3 separate regions of the Mus musculus genome follow, and all the other regions are linked to region 3. Evidence: chromatin contacts called from public Hi-C data. All regions are on one chromosome and are shown on one strand. The core of a region is the stretch at or near the end of the contact, and the rest is flanking DNA. Distances in the headings are between cores, read along the strand shown.

Evidence for each region. A called contact is a pair of places that touch in the nucleus more often than the background predicts.
Region 1: a Hi-C map of bone marrow-derived macrophages shows a contact between it and region 3, with 47 read pairs. The contact joins two enhancer-like sites. A contact is called at or near these places in 4 of 39 promoter capture datasets (the C10 cell line, hippocampal neurons, liver and 1 more), 1 of 15 datasets of contacts at CTCF or cohesin (CD8 T cells), 6 of 484 Hi-C or Micro-C datasets (the C3H10T1/2 cell line, CD8 T cells, bone marrow-derived macrophages and 2 more), 2 of 115 datasets of contacts at active chromatin or transcription factors (both in microglia) and 3 of 9 other capture datasets (adipose tissue, embryonic stem cells and liver).
Region 2: a Hi-C map of bone marrow-derived macrophages shows a contact between it and region 3, with 2.6 times the contacts expected there. The contact joins two enhancer-like sites. A contact is called at or near these places in 8 of 39 promoter capture datasets (the 3T3-L1 cell line, 3T3-L1-derived adipocytes, embryonic stem cells and 4 more), 2 of 484 Hi-C or Micro-C datasets (the N1E-115 cell line and bone marrow-derived macrophages) and 3 of 115 datasets of contacts at active chromatin or transcription factors (VIP interneurons and bone marrow-derived macrophages).

The regions. Positions count from the first base shown.
Region 1 is chr4:120,086,525-120,089,224 of GRCm38.p6, reverse strand. All of the region lies in intron 3 of Hivep3 (human immunodeficiency virus type I enhancer binding protein 3), which reads right to left. Among named protein-coding and RNA genes, the nearest start is that of Gm36215, 13 kb to the right of the region's middle. Within about 2 kb of position 1,289, at least 5 of the 459 cell types and tissues checked have an H3K27ac peak or open chromatin away from gene starts, as enhancers often do. A contact at or near this core is called in bone marrow-derived macrophages and microglia, where this site is marked.
Region 2 is chr4:119,737,201-119,739,900 of GRCm38.p6, reverse strand. It overlaps a transcript of Hivep3 not described here. Among named protein-coding and RNA genes, the nearest start is that of Gm35957, 14 kb to the right of the region's middle. Within about 2 kb of position 1,305, at least 87 of the 459 cell types and tissues checked have an H3K27ac peak or open chromatin away from gene starts, as enhancers often do. A contact at or near this core is called in bone marrow-derived macrophages, where this site is marked.
Region 3 is chr4:119,910,414-119,913,113 of GRCm38.p6, reverse strand. All of the region lies in intron 1 of Hivep3 (human immunodeficiency virus type I enhancer binding protein 3), which reads right to left. Among named protein-coding and RNA genes, the nearest start is that of Hivep3, 97 kb to the right of the region's middle. Within about 2 kb of position 1,268, at least 25 of the 459 cell types and tissues checked have an H3K27ac peak or open chromatin away from gene starts, as enhancers often do. A contact at or near this core is called in bone marrow-derived macrophages and microglia, where this site is marked.

The DNA of each region.
Region 1 (2,700 bases), core at 40-2,539, 180 kb before region 3:
GGGTTGCCCATTGTTATCCACCTAGTTAGCATGCTGCCCTCCTGCCTTGTCATTTATTTTTATCTGCCTTCCCTAGAAGCATCCAAAGCCATGTCTGGACACCGAGAGAACTCAGTGGGCACTTGTGAACTTAAGCCGACCTACTTATCTTCAATGGGCCAGGAAGTGCTACTGAGGACACCCTGGGGAAGACTAGAACCTGTCAGGAGACCGGGTCAGACTCGTATCTTCTGGCTACTGTGCTCTGCCAGGATCACTGCCTGGAACAGATCTGGATTCTACAGCAGCCTGTATGCTTGTCAGCGCCCAGTAGGTCTCCAGCTGTCTTTTGACCACATTTTGTTTAAGTGACATTGGTACAAAAAGCTGCCTAAGTAGTTAGGGTTCTTCTGTCTACCATGAAGGGACATATATAGGACATGGGACAACAGGGCCAGTGGCAAGATGGCTCAGTGGGTAGGGGTACTTGGTGCCAAGCCAGATCACCTGAGGTCAATTTCTGGAATCTACACGGCAGAAGGAGAGAACCAAGTTTCACAAATTGTCCATGGTACACATGTGCTCACTCATATACACACAGTAGATAGATAATTTTTTAATTAAGGAAAGAACACACTACAACATCACACACACACACACACACACACACACACACACACACACACACACATACACAGGCATACATATACACACAGGCATGTGAGTGGGCGCACAGGCATAGAAGCACACACATCCTATAAGTATACTAGAAGGGCAGATCACTGTTGTTGACTATGCCCACAGTGAACAAGGGCACTGCCTACAGTCTCTCTCTTCATGCCTGTGTGGCAGGTGGACATTACTGTCCTTGCAGTGGCATGCAGTCATGACCACTCTGCAACATGTTTTATTTATCTGCTCCATCTCAAATGTTCCACGGAACTCCTCATACAGGGCCAGTCCAACTGAAAACGGCCTAAGTCAACTCAAATTGGAAACAAGACCTCAACACAAAGCCAAAACTATAAAACCCTTAGAAGAAAACATACAGGAAAAGCCTTGTGATGTTGGAACTAGTAATGATATTTTAAATATAACACAAAGCAAAAAAGTCAAAAAGATTAAACTGGACAGCATTGAGATCAGTGACCCCTACACGTCAATGGTCAAATCAGAAGAGGGTGAAAAGCCTGCAGACTGAGAGGACATAGCTGTAGTTATAGCTCTGACAGAGTAAGTTCCATGCAGTAAAGAATGCCTACGAATCAGCAACAACAAAAGCAAGGACTTCTGCTTTTAAAATGACCACAGGACTCCAGCAGACGTCTCTGAAGTTCTTCAAATAACCAATAAGCACAGGGAAAGATGTCCAGCAGGTCTGATTATTAGAGAAAAGGAACTCAAGCCCAGAATCCAATCCCCTCTCACCCACGTTAGTTAGGATAGCTTCTATCAAGAAAGAAAGGAAGAGTGTGGAAATGGCTCAGCAGGTAAAGCACCCACGTAAATGTCAGGCAGGCTGGCTGTAACCCCAGACCTCAGGAGGTGGAAACGGGAGACCCCCCCCCCCCCAGGACAGGCTGGCGAGACTAGCCCAATATGCAAGCTCTGAGTTCAAATGGGAGATCATGCCTCTCCCTCCCCCCACCCCTAGCTCCGCCTCCCTGGCACTGCAATTACAGGCGCACACCTCCTGTTCTAGCTCTTTATGTGGGAGCTGAAAACCCAAACTGAGGTCCTCATGCCCGTGCAACAATCACATCACCCATCGGGTCATCTCCCGAGCCCCACCCCCACCCCCAAACAGCAATGCTTTTAATAGGATCAGGAAGGAGCTCAACTCAACAGCCAATCTGATTGTGCCATGAAGTTTTTCTCCTGTGTGACGGTGAGATCCAATTCTAGGTTTTACATTTAAGTCCTTAATCCACTTTGAGTTGATTTTTGTAGGTGTGATATAAGGTAAAGCTTCAGTCTCATTTCTCCATATGTGGATATGAATACATCATTGTGTATTCTTGGCAAAAGATGGGTGGCCATAGATGTATGGGTTTATTTTGAGATCTCTATTCTGTTTCACTGGTCTATATGCCTAATACTGTACTGCTTTGATTACTGTATCTTTGTAACATAATTTGCAACCAAGAGGTGCATTGTTTCCAGCTTTCTTATTTTTCTTCAGGATTTAGTTTTTCATAGGGATTTTCATATATATATAAAATTGGGTTTTATCTATTCCTGTAAAGAGCATGTTAGTATGTTTATACACCAAATCTGTAGATTTCTTAGGACAGTATGGAAATTAAACAACATTAATTCTTCTAGTTCATGAACATGAGATGCAAGATGCCTTTACATTTGGGTCTTCAATTTTTCTTAATGAGAATTTTTTTGGTTTTGGTATATAACTCTTTCCTTTCCTTGGTTAAGTTTATTCCTAACTATATTATTGTTTTGTGTACCACTGCAAATGATATTGTTTTCCTACCTTACTTTTAAGATAGATCATTGCCAGTGTATAGACAAGTAACTTATTTCTATGATTTTGTATATTGAGCGCTTACTAAATTTATCATATGTAATAATAATCAGTGCATGATGAGTGCATGCCATTATGCATGTATGGTAGATGTTGGGGGAGCAACCTTATGTAGCCAGTCCTCTTCTCCACTTTTATATGGGTTCTAAGGATAGAACTCACGTTTCTAGGCTAGGGCAGCA
Region 2 (2,700 bases), core at 56-2,555, 170 kb after region 3:
TGCTGCCAGATGCAGGGACAGAGGACAAAGGGCCTCTCAGACTAACAAGTGCCTGCCTCTCCAGCTTATGCTTTTAGAGAGGAGCCACTCCACAAGAAGCCACCAGACGAGAGCCAGAGTCGACCCTGAACACTCGGCACTCACCACCCCTGCACACCTGGGGTGAAGCAGGAAGGAGATGAGGTAGCTATGCTGTTTCCAGAAACACAAGCCTCTGTGCCTAGATCCTTATGTGGGATTCTGCCAGGAGAGCATTCCAGGTGTGCTCCTCCATCCAGGCTCCTCCATCTCATTCAAAAGAAACAAACTGTCTCTGAAGGCTTGTGCTCACTCACCTAGAAGAGCTAAGCTCCACCCCTCACTCCATGCCTGATATACCTAACCTACTCCTTTTACAGGCAGCCCTCGTGGCTCCTCTAATTGTGGTGTGTCCATCATCGGTTTTCCTCTAGGGAGACTGAAGCATCCAAAACCACTTATCTCCTTGACTGCCCAAGCAGGAAACCAGCAGCTTTTTACTCTATGTCCACACTTAAGAGAAAGGAGGGTTAGATAGTCTAGGGACATAGCTCAGTGGGAGAGCTTGTCTAGTATGTGCAAGGCTCTTGGTTTGATTCCCAACACTAGGAAAAGGGGACAGTCAGGGATGGAATACAGATCCCAATTAGTTTGCAGGTGACAGTCACTGAAGATGGGCAGTATACAGATAAGACTCTTACTATTTTCTTTATTTTTATTTATGCTTCAAATTTCCTGTAGTTAAAAGAGAATGTTAAAGAGACATGGGGAGAAGATGCAACCTGAAAATGCTGTTGGCTGTCTTCTTGGGACGATTTGGAATGTACACAGGCCTTCAGACCCATGGCCTTCTAGAAGGTCACAATGCTGGAGCAAAGGCTGTGTCTTCTCAGCACCACATTCAATGTCCTCAACAAGACAACCTTTGAAAACGTCCCTAGAACTTTACAAAAGCATTCTGGTAGGGCCCGGCTGCCCTGCTCAGCATATAAACCTTCTGCCTCTACAAATCATCACCCCTTCAGCTTCCTGCCACTACGAGGGCCTCCACTTCCTGTTCCAAACTACTGAGTTGAGCAATCGAGCTTTTGAGAGAGCTCCCAGTGGCAGAGAGTAGTTCAGCTTAACTGGGTCTCCTTCTGGATGTCAGATATGATACTCCAAAGAGAAAGTTTTGCTTTCTCTGTTTCTCCCCCTTCTTCTTCCCTGACCCTCAACTTGCTCTTGATAAGAATCTGCATAATCATCTATCATGACAAGTTTCCCACCTTGACGACTGTGACACGTTGGGCTGCACAGTTCTCTGTGGCAGAAAAGACATGATGCTGTGTGTCCTAGAACAAATAGTCAACAGCATCTCTTGTCTCTACCCACCAACTGCTAGGAAGTACATAGGCCAACCCTAGCTACAACAACCAGCCACGTCTCCAGGTAGCGCCAAATGGGTCAGGGGATTAAAAAAAAAAAACAAAACAGAAGTTATTGAGAAACACCAGCCTAAAAGATATTGAAAAATCAAGACCAAAGTCTTTGTGCAGAGAGAGGGGGAGGGAGGGAGGGGAAGAGGGAGAAAGAGGAAAAGGGGAGAGGGAGGGAGGGAGAGAGAAAGAGAGAGAGAGAGATTTATACAGTTTGTTCCCGTTCAATTACACAATATAATTCCACCTATGAATTTATAAATATGAATATTTAAGAAATGCTGCATTCTAAGCCAGAAATATGTAAAGTACCAAGAGAAGAGTGAACTCAGCATTCCCAACCATATCCTCTCTGTCTTTGTGGTTTCCTGTGCAAATCTCATTTGCTTCCCCCACATTATCCTGTTTTCCAGTCAGTGTGGTCATTCAAACATCTCACCCAGCCTCTCACAGCAGCACACAGTTTGAGTTTCAGCAGAAAAGAAAAGCGCCGGGGTGGGCAACTTCCCCAGCACCCACAGGATGCACATGGGCTCTCCAGCACTGGTTTAACAGGGTCACCAGAGAACAGAGTTCCTACAAGAACATTCTCCAACCAAATCACAGAAAAAGAAATACCAACGTGTTCTAATGGTTCCACTTCAAAACAGTCAGACTTACACCCCTTCTCTGGGCAACAACATCAAAATAATCGCCCTTTACACCCCCAACTCTTCGTGCCTAGAGTGCCTGTGTCTTCCATCAGTAAGTGGGGAAGTGAGGCTGCTGCTCTGGATCGGGGCCTCCCCTCTGCGACCTCCACACTTCAGAGGCTAGAATGGCTAGAATAATGAGTGTTGACTTAGCCAAGAATTACAACAGCCTGCACTGAAGGAGTTTCCCACTCGAGCTAAATGCTACCCTCCCTTCTTGTGAAGAAGGAAGATCTGTTTCCTATAGAGGCTTCTCATTAGCCCCATTCCATCCAGTAGCTTTGGGGATACACACACAAAATGGTTTCTTGAACTTGAACAATTCTGTCAGTGGCTCTGGTGAGTGTTTGTCCTGTTATAGGAAGGCAGTTGCTGTTTATATGGCTTGTCATCTGGGGTCTATTTCTTCCAGGATCCATCCTATGTCACCACCTGTCTTAGCCTGGATCACCTCATTCTGGATTCTAGCCTTGGCTTCCTAATGTCTCCCTGGCTTAGCACCTCTCCTTTAATCCCTCCCCTCCCCCCTTTTTTATAAACTGATAACAGATTAGCTTTTAAGAACACAAATC
Region 3 (2,700 bases), core at 19-2,518:
AATGCTGCTAGAGTAGTGGATCTCAACCTGTGGGTCATGAACCTTTCCAGCCACTTATCGGCTATCCCACATAGCCAACGTTCACGTTACAGCTCATAAAAGTAGCAAAACTATACTTATGAAATAGCAACAAAATAATGTTATGGCCACTAGTCACCAGGACATGAGGAACGTATGAAGAGGTCCCAGCATTAGGAAGGTTGAGAACCACTGCTCTAGAGAGTGGCTGCAGAAACTCTAGCAAGAAGCTTGTATAGTGTGAGCATCAGCCATTGAGGAATATGCAATGAAACATCTCAGCTATCCATACTATAATGTGCTTGGAGCCCAGATGCAGGCTGAAACCACCCTAAGCTACCAAGGACATGAGAGAGCCAGCCCACAAGGACACCAATACTTCTAGAAGGTTTCTTTTTTGTTTTAATCTCAAAAGACAAAGAAAAGAGTTTAGAGACTCTGGTGTGGGTATGTCAGAGGGTAGAACAGGGGTGAGAGGCTGGGGGGGGGGCAGGTAAGGAGTTGGGAAATGCAGAAGAGACATCATGACCTAGACACCCCTTTGGGACCTGACCCTCTGGCTGCTCTGGGAGAAAGTGTCTATGAACTTAAGCCCTCCCTGCTCCTGGCTGGAGAGCTGGGTCACCTCCCTGTGAGTCACTCTGTCCTCTGACACAGGGCCACCACTTCCCTGGTCATTTAGGAAGTACCCAAGCAGCTTGGGAAAGCAGTAGCTAGAGACCACAAGTTCGTTCCCTTTCCACCCCTGCCGCCTCCCAAGCTCTTCTGTCCACTGCAACTTCACTCAAAATGAGGTGGGGGCAGGGAGGGAGAAGGAGGCTGTGGTCCAGGGCTCTACACTGAATCCATGGTCCTTGAGCCTCAGGCTCCTTATCAGTGAGAATGATCAATGATAATTTAAGAAAAAGTGGGTTGTAAAATTGTAAAAATTGACAGTCATTTAGAAAGTGCCAATTAGCGGGAGGTTTCTGACTTTCCTCTCTGACATCCTTCCAGACACCGATGGATCTCCTCTAAGGCCCAGCCTCGTGCTTTGCCTGGCCTTCCATTATGAAATATCCCTCTTTATGATGTGCAGCTAGTCTCTCAGGAATGGCAAGGGATCGAGGGCACCACGAGAAGGAGTACAACAGCCCGCACCATGCTCGCTGCCCACCTCGTGTGCCAGCCAGCGGGTGCCCAGACTGTGTGGATCCTGGCTCCCCTCTGGTCTTAGCGCAGAACAGAACTGACCCCAGGCAGAGATGTTGAGTCCACCTCCTTTTGGGCCAGGCCAGAGCTAGGGCAGACCCAGACGGTGACAACACCCGTTTTATAACAAACAGGAAACCAGTTCACCAACCTCAAAAATAGAACAGACAAAGCCCCCAAAATAGGAGGCTGGAGCGTGGGGCAGCTCAGGTTTCTCCACTTGCTTCCTGATGGGTCGCAGAGCATGTGTTGTTGTTTTCAATTTCGTGAGAAAAATGCCTGGGAGTGCCCTTATAGAGGTGACTTTGCGGAGTATGTGGGCTGAGACCAGGAGGTAGGCTACCCAATCAGGCTTCTTGACCTGCCCGGGTTCCACCTCCTCAGGCACTGGTCCAGCTACTGACAGTTCCAACCACAAGGGCCACAGAAGCCCTGACCCCTGTCTTGTCCCTGGCATGTAAATAGAGTGAGTCTCTCATATCCAGCATTATGTCTCCCTGTGGCCCCTTACCTGTGCAAAGTCATCTACCCTCAAACTGTTTTCACAAGTCCCCAGAGACCCACTGGGTCATGCCATCTAAGGACCACGCTGACAAGAGACAGCAGGCATGCCCTCCACTGGACCTTGACAAAGACATGGAGCCCGGCCCATGCTGTTTCCTTGGCCAAGAACACTCTTCTTTGGCAGCATTCCCTTAGAAGCATTCTTCCTGGAAGGCCATGATTACCTCAGCGATACCCTTCAGCACGGTGCCTCAGCATCCCCTGCTGTGTGTCAGCTCTCCGCAGCCTCTCAGTCTCTGCATCTAGTACACTTAGACCCCATGGATGAGATGACCGGCAAGTGACCAGCCTCTCCCTCTTGCTGTCATTGCTTAACCCAAATTGACTTATCATCTCTAGCAGGCTTATGTCTCGCCCTGCCCTGCCCCATGATTCTATTGTATTTTCCTTGATTTCCATGTCAACTTCCTTTTCCTTTCATATAGAATGCACCTTCTCACATCTCTATCAGGAATAAGGTAAGAAAAGCATGACCAAGCAAGCCACTCCCACTTAGACTGTACACACCTGACTTCTCCCCAGCCACTCTGCATGGGAAGGCTTCCCTCCCGGAGGTCCTCGAGGCTCTGTCTGCACCTTCCTGGGGAAGCACACAGTTCTGAACCTTATCTGTTTTCTTGCCATCTCCTCAATCATGGAGAAGGCTCTAGGTGAGGACTAATGGCTCATCTCTGCCACCCTCCATACTGGCCACCTCACTTCACCCCCATCTGCTTGGATAGCCATCAAGATGGCCTCAGAACAAGAAAGACATGATGGAGCAGAGCCAGAACACAGCAACATGTAGGATGGAGGCAGAACAGACCCCCCCCCCAGTGTCCAAAACTCATCCTGGACTCATTGTTATGGTCTTTCAGTCTGTGAAACACAGCTCCCACGTAAAAAAAACGGGAAAGGGAGAGAGAAGGAAATTGATTCCTTTAGGTC